Linked DNA regions of Mus musculus: region 2 is linked to region 1. The links are chromatin contacts, called in public Hi-C maps. All regions are on one chromosome and are shown on one strand. The core of a region is the stretch at or near the end of the contact, and the rest is flanking DNA. Distances in the headings are between cores, read along the strand shown.

Evidence for each region. Hi-C and Micro-C count contacts between places; a contact is called where the count stands out from the background.
Region 2: a Hi-C map of uterus shows a contact between it and region 1, with 7 times the contacts expected there. The contact joins two enhancer-like sites. A contact is called at or near these places in 2 of 484 Hi-C or Micro-C datasets (both in uterus) and 1 of 9 other capture datasets (embryonic stem cells).

Annotation. Positions count from the first base shown.
Region 1 is chr10:22,874,468-22,877,314 of GRCm38.p6, forward strand. No RefSeq gene overlaps it. Among named protein-coding and RNA genes, the nearest start is that of Gm46217, 23 kb to the left of the region's middle. Within about 2 kb of position 1,439, at least 25 of the 459 cell types and tissues checked have an H3K27ac peak or open chromatin away from gene starts, as enhancers often do. A contact at or near this core is called in uterus, where this site is marked.
Region 2 is chr10:23,051,457-23,054,303 of GRCm38.p6, forward strand. No RefSeq gene overlaps it. Among named protein-coding and RNA genes, the nearest start is that of Gm35179, 50 kb to the left of the region's middle. Within about 2 kb of position 1,460, at least 3 of the 459 cell types and tissues checked have an H3K27ac peak or open chromatin away from gene starts, as enhancers often do. A contact at or near this core is called in uterus, where this site is marked.

The sequences.
Region 1 (2,847 bases), core at 189-2,688:
AGGGAAGAGGGCAAAGTAAGAAAAGGAAGAATAGAGGGTATGAGGGGAGCATGTTCAACATACAATGTGTATAAACATACATACATATATATATACATACACATATACACATATGTACATAGACATAAATGCACTTATAGACCTACACATATATACACATATATACATACACACATACATATATATTCACATATACACATATACATAAACACATACACATAGCTGCATATACATACACATATACACATACATCTATACATATTCGCGTTTATACATATACGTACACACATACATATATACATACACATGTATACATACATATATAAATATGCACATATATGTACACATATACACATCTACACACTTACATACACATATACATATGTACATACACATATATACACATACACACATACATTTATACATATATATACATATATACATATTCACATATGCACACATATAAACAAACACACACATATAAACATACACATGTATACACATATACACATTCATACATATATATTCATATACACACACATATATATATATACACATATATACATATACACACATATATACATGCACACATATATACATACACACACATATATGTGAGAACCTTAAAAAACAGGAAACATTTGAAGGAAAAGAAAGGACCATTCATTTCCCTCACATGTATGCCTTTTGAAGCAATTTTCTGTCTTTGACTATTTTTCTATGACCATTCCTTGTTCCTTCATAACTTCCAAGGAGAAGGGAAAGTACCCTGTTTTTATTTTCTGGCTAGTCCACAGGAGAGCAGTTTGCCCTCACACTGTGAAGTAACAGCTCAGCAGTGGCTCTAGACAAGGATAGGGTGGAGGAGTCAGCCTCAGCTTGGGGAGTTTCCCAAACTCCACATTCCTGGTCTCATTATCTCCGTGGAGGCTCTGAGTTTTTCCTACCAACTCCCATTTGAGAATCAGTTATCGGCCGCACATCCGCAAGTTTCTGCTTGCTTCCAGTTGGCAAGATTTAAACTAATAGTTAAAAACTAATGAGGAATTCTGTTAAGTGAAAATATGTCTAGAGCATTAGAAGAGATTAAAGTTTTTTCATCTTTTGAAATCCATTTAGACCCAGACAACCTTTTTGTTTAAACATATTTAGAAACTCAGTTGGAAAACTTCAGTCATTATCCTTAAATGACTATGTATTTTTATCATTTTCTCCCTAGAATTAGTCTTTTGGGAATATTGGGGGGAAGGCAGTGGAGGAAGGTCACTCTGCCCTACAGATGTCAGACTGCTATTTCTCTCTTTCCAAGTATGCTCTCAAGATTCAGCACACATGTGGCCTGCGTGCCACCATGTGAAGTACTATTTGTACTTGACAGTGGCCAAATACACTATTTTCTGTTTTCTCTGAAGGCGCATCCAGTTCTCTGTGGGATAACCCGCATCTTCTTTTTCCACTTGCTTGGTGGGTGGCCTGCTGACCTGAGCGCACACTGCTTAGTACATACTCATTTGGCCAGGCTTTAATTAGACCAAGATTGTGGCATGTTTTGCTTTGTCTACAAGGAGTTTTGGTGATAGAGAGGAGACAAAGACCTAATCGTGTGCACCTGATCTATTTATGGAGACAGCAAAACTATGAAAAGGAAACCCACACAACCAGGAAAACAAACGCATACCCTGGCACACACACAAACCCCAAAGAAAGAAATTAGAGATGCCCGTAACAAGAAAATCGTTCTAGCTTCGCTGTGTAGCAGTAGAATCACAGATTGTACAATTGTTATATAAAGTGCATATCATCTTATTCTGTTGATCCTCAAATGTAGTGGACGTTGAATCCACAGTGTAACCCAGCCAGTAGATAGATTAACTTTCATAACGCCTTTGATTTGTATGAGACTGACGAGCTGTCTGTTGCACTTAGAAGCTGACAACACTTGTGGGTTTAAAATTTTTTTTTCTGTGTAACATACTTCACTATATGTAGTTTTACTATTTCATAATTACTATGAGCTTTTAATATTAAGATTTATTGGGGCACTTAGAGTACTTAGCATTCTTTCCTTCCTGTAGCTTAAGAGGGAGTGACTGTGGCTTTCAGCGACCTCCACAGGTCTAGTCTTTCTTCTGCTTTATAGCCAGGTAAATAACCCACATCTCAGCTCTCATCCTCTCTCAGCATTTCCCTGAAGCACCATGAACGCTGTGCTCCCTAGATCAGTCCTCTCTGATCTTCAGCTTCTGGCAACTGGATGGAGAAGATGCTGCGTTTCTGGAGGTCACAGAGACTTTCACATGGAGGGGGAAGTGGTCCTGGGACAGTGCATATAGAAGAAATGAATCTCCACAGCTTCTGGCTTATGCCAGTTTTCATCACTGTTTGCTACAGCAGTTTAGCATCTTTTAACCCACAGCTTTAAAATGTATTCATTTAGTGGTAACAAAATTAACACCTAGTCATCAAGTGTGTGCTGGATGCTGTGTATGAGGAAGCAGAAGTTCCGATAGTACCCTTGAGGACGGCAGGAAAATACAGAAAAATGAGATGTGAGTTCAAACACACAAAATGAGAGGGCTCAGATTTCTGACTGCTTCACACGGCCTAAAACCTATCTCTGACTTCACTATCAAGTCCTTGTGAGATGTTTCATCAGACAAAGCACTGCTATTTCCAAAGAGCTTCAAGTACTTTTGATGAGAGTATTGCTGTAGTTTTTGAGCCAGGCTTTGAATGTAATTATTTAAAAGAAATTGTTAGTAGTTCTCTCCTGTTATGACTGGCTACTGTTGCTATGTACAGTGGCCCTGCTTTGTGACTTGTGAGTGGAACTTTATCACACAATCT
Region 2 (2,847 bases), core at 210-2,709, 180 kb after region 1:
ATATTACAAATATTAAGTTGAAAAATAAATAAATTGAACTGAAGTAATGTGAGGTTTAATGGTAGATAGTAGAAAATATCTTTGAAATCAAGAAGAAAAATGCACCTGTGTAGAGTTGTGATTGAATCTTAAATGTTACCCCCAAGCCCATATGTTGAATTTCTTATTCCCAGCTGGGTTACTATTGGAGGTGGTAGAAACCTGCGCAGTCAGGAGTGGTGTTGGGAGGATTAGCTCACTGTGAGTATGGCTTCACAGGGGACAATGGAAACCAGGTGGCCTTGCTTCTTCTCTCTGTTGGTCACATCTGGCTTGCCAGGACCTGAACCATTGCATGGCCCACCACGGTACATGGCCTCACCTTCAAGATCAGCATCGGCCAAGGCCCAGAGTGATGGAGTTGGGTGATATAAGCAGAAGGATCCTGTCAAGATACATCTTACCCAATCTAAGTTGACTACCTTCAGTATTGTAACGGCATCAGAAAACTGATTACAATACCCAGTACTGCAATCATTTTAAATAGTGCATTGACAGTATTAGATAATTGACCGAAAAATAATAAAACTAAATGCATATCTTATTTATAATATAGAAAGCAACATTATCATAACTTACACAAGCCCTTCTATCCCTATGAACTGAAAAGCATAACATAATAGGAGATTCAGTCAGCCTACTGGTTAGAAACTGACAGTCAAGTCACTAATTCCACTTCATACAAAAAAAGAAAAAAAGGAGGAAGGTCCATATTACAGGCTACAGCCAATTCAAAATGGCTGTTTTTTCAATACATAGGCACTAGGTGTAACAAGAATTGTACAGTACTATGTGAATATATTTTTGAAATTTTTATGAAGCATGAGGAACATTTATAGAAGAATTTAAGGGTACAAAGATGTCCACTTTCCAGATGAATCTATACATTCTATATGTTCAAACGAACAGCAAACAAGGGTGAAAAAATACATATTGGTTTATTTGCATAAATTGACACGTAAGTGTAACTAGGGAAACCATGGGGTTGAGTCCTCAGAAGGCACTGGCTACCCATGCACAGTAGGCTCACTTACGGGGAACTTTGACTCGGGCACCCACACTGGGCCACTCAGAGCACAAGAGGACAACGTTAGCAGCTGCGAGCCGTCATGCGGCATCTCACTTAAAATGTCATGTGTGCTACTTGGTTTAAATTGTCACCCCTCCAGCAACCACAAACAATGCAGACACAGCAGATGTGTTTTCTATTTAGAATTAAACAGTTTATCTCAACCACTGTCATTGTTATAGGCAAAAAATAAATAAATATCCATCTTAATGTAAACTTCAAAAGGTACTTTCTGGCAACACGAGATCCTTTCAAATCCAAAGTCCTCTGAGAAAACAAGGGTCTGACCACAGATTGCTATTTTAAATTGGGATGCTGGCAGCCCTGAGAGTTGTAAAATGCAGCCTGGTCGAAGATTTTTGGCCAGATATTACATACAATAACTCATGTCATTGATGCTTAATGGTCCAGAACATTGAGTAAACATCATAAATGTCTTCTGTTATTAAACGTTCCCTTCAAACATGTTGTTTAACTCTTTCACTAATGTATAGAAAATACGAAATCAGAAACAGTGATTGGTCCTTACAGCCATCTTTGACTTGCCTACCTCCCAGATATTTTGGAAAACTCATGCCACCCCCACAGTAGAGCACCATATAGCATCTCTACCTTGAGCTCAGGCATTCTTTCTGGAAGTTAGGCTACTTGTAAGCTTGACTGTGTTAGGTCAAGTTCAAACTACCACCCATGTATTCAGAAGACTATAACTTTGTTCTCTCTGAAGTTGGGAGGCAGCCGTCCTCTGTGATAATGGCAAGAGAAATATGGGTGTTTTCTTATATGAGGTTACAAAGACTAGGAAAATGCTACTTTGCAAAGATCATTTTACAAGAATAACAATTACTGTAGTAAAAGAAAAGCAAAAATTGGTTTGTTAGTAAAAAAAGAAAGCCTATTGGGCAGCCATCGTCGAGTGCAGGGGGTCCAGGTCCACAAATCTTGACATGAGTGCGTTTGTGTTCCTATAATCTGGAGATTCTGTTTAGTCGTTAAACCATGACTCATTTTATCCTGGACACAACCTCCGCTTTTCTCTTCTAGTTTTCTTTTCTTTTTAATCCGTAGCTAAAACATCAGCAAGACGTCTTGCAGTGACATTAAAACTATTACATTTTTCCCATGGAGCTTCTCCACCCCCACCCTCCCTTTCCCCTCCCGATTTGAGTAACTACAGTTGCTCAGCTGTGTTCCTGGGATCATACATTCTCAGAAGTGCAGAGAATTGATGAGTTTTCATGCAGCTTTCTGGTTCTATCAGGGAAGAAAAGGTTCAAACAACACAAAACAAATTCATTACATCCTGCAGTTTTATATAAAGAAGACTTCAACTCACATCTGATAACTTTGCATCCCTCTTCCACAGCTCCCAGGGTTGGCACCCTGTGAGAGGTCCTGCACTTCCTGTACAAGGCCCAATGTTTCCTGTGTACACCTGCCATTGCTCTCAGTTCTGATATTTTTCTAATACGATTTCTACAAGTCACTGCTTTTGCCTTATGTCTATGACTCTCATACAATGTCTCATCCGACAATGATCCACTAAGCATCTCCTATGAAGGAAACCTGTCCTGTCAGATGGACTTGCTAGTTGGACCCCAGTTGCTCTGTTACATTTTTGTTTCTCTATAAACAGTACAGTTTTCTTTCACTAAGATGTATTCAGTGCTCTTTAGATGAATAAATTCCAAGTCCAAGTGGAAGACTGAAGTCCCCAAATCTCTTTTTAACTGATGCAG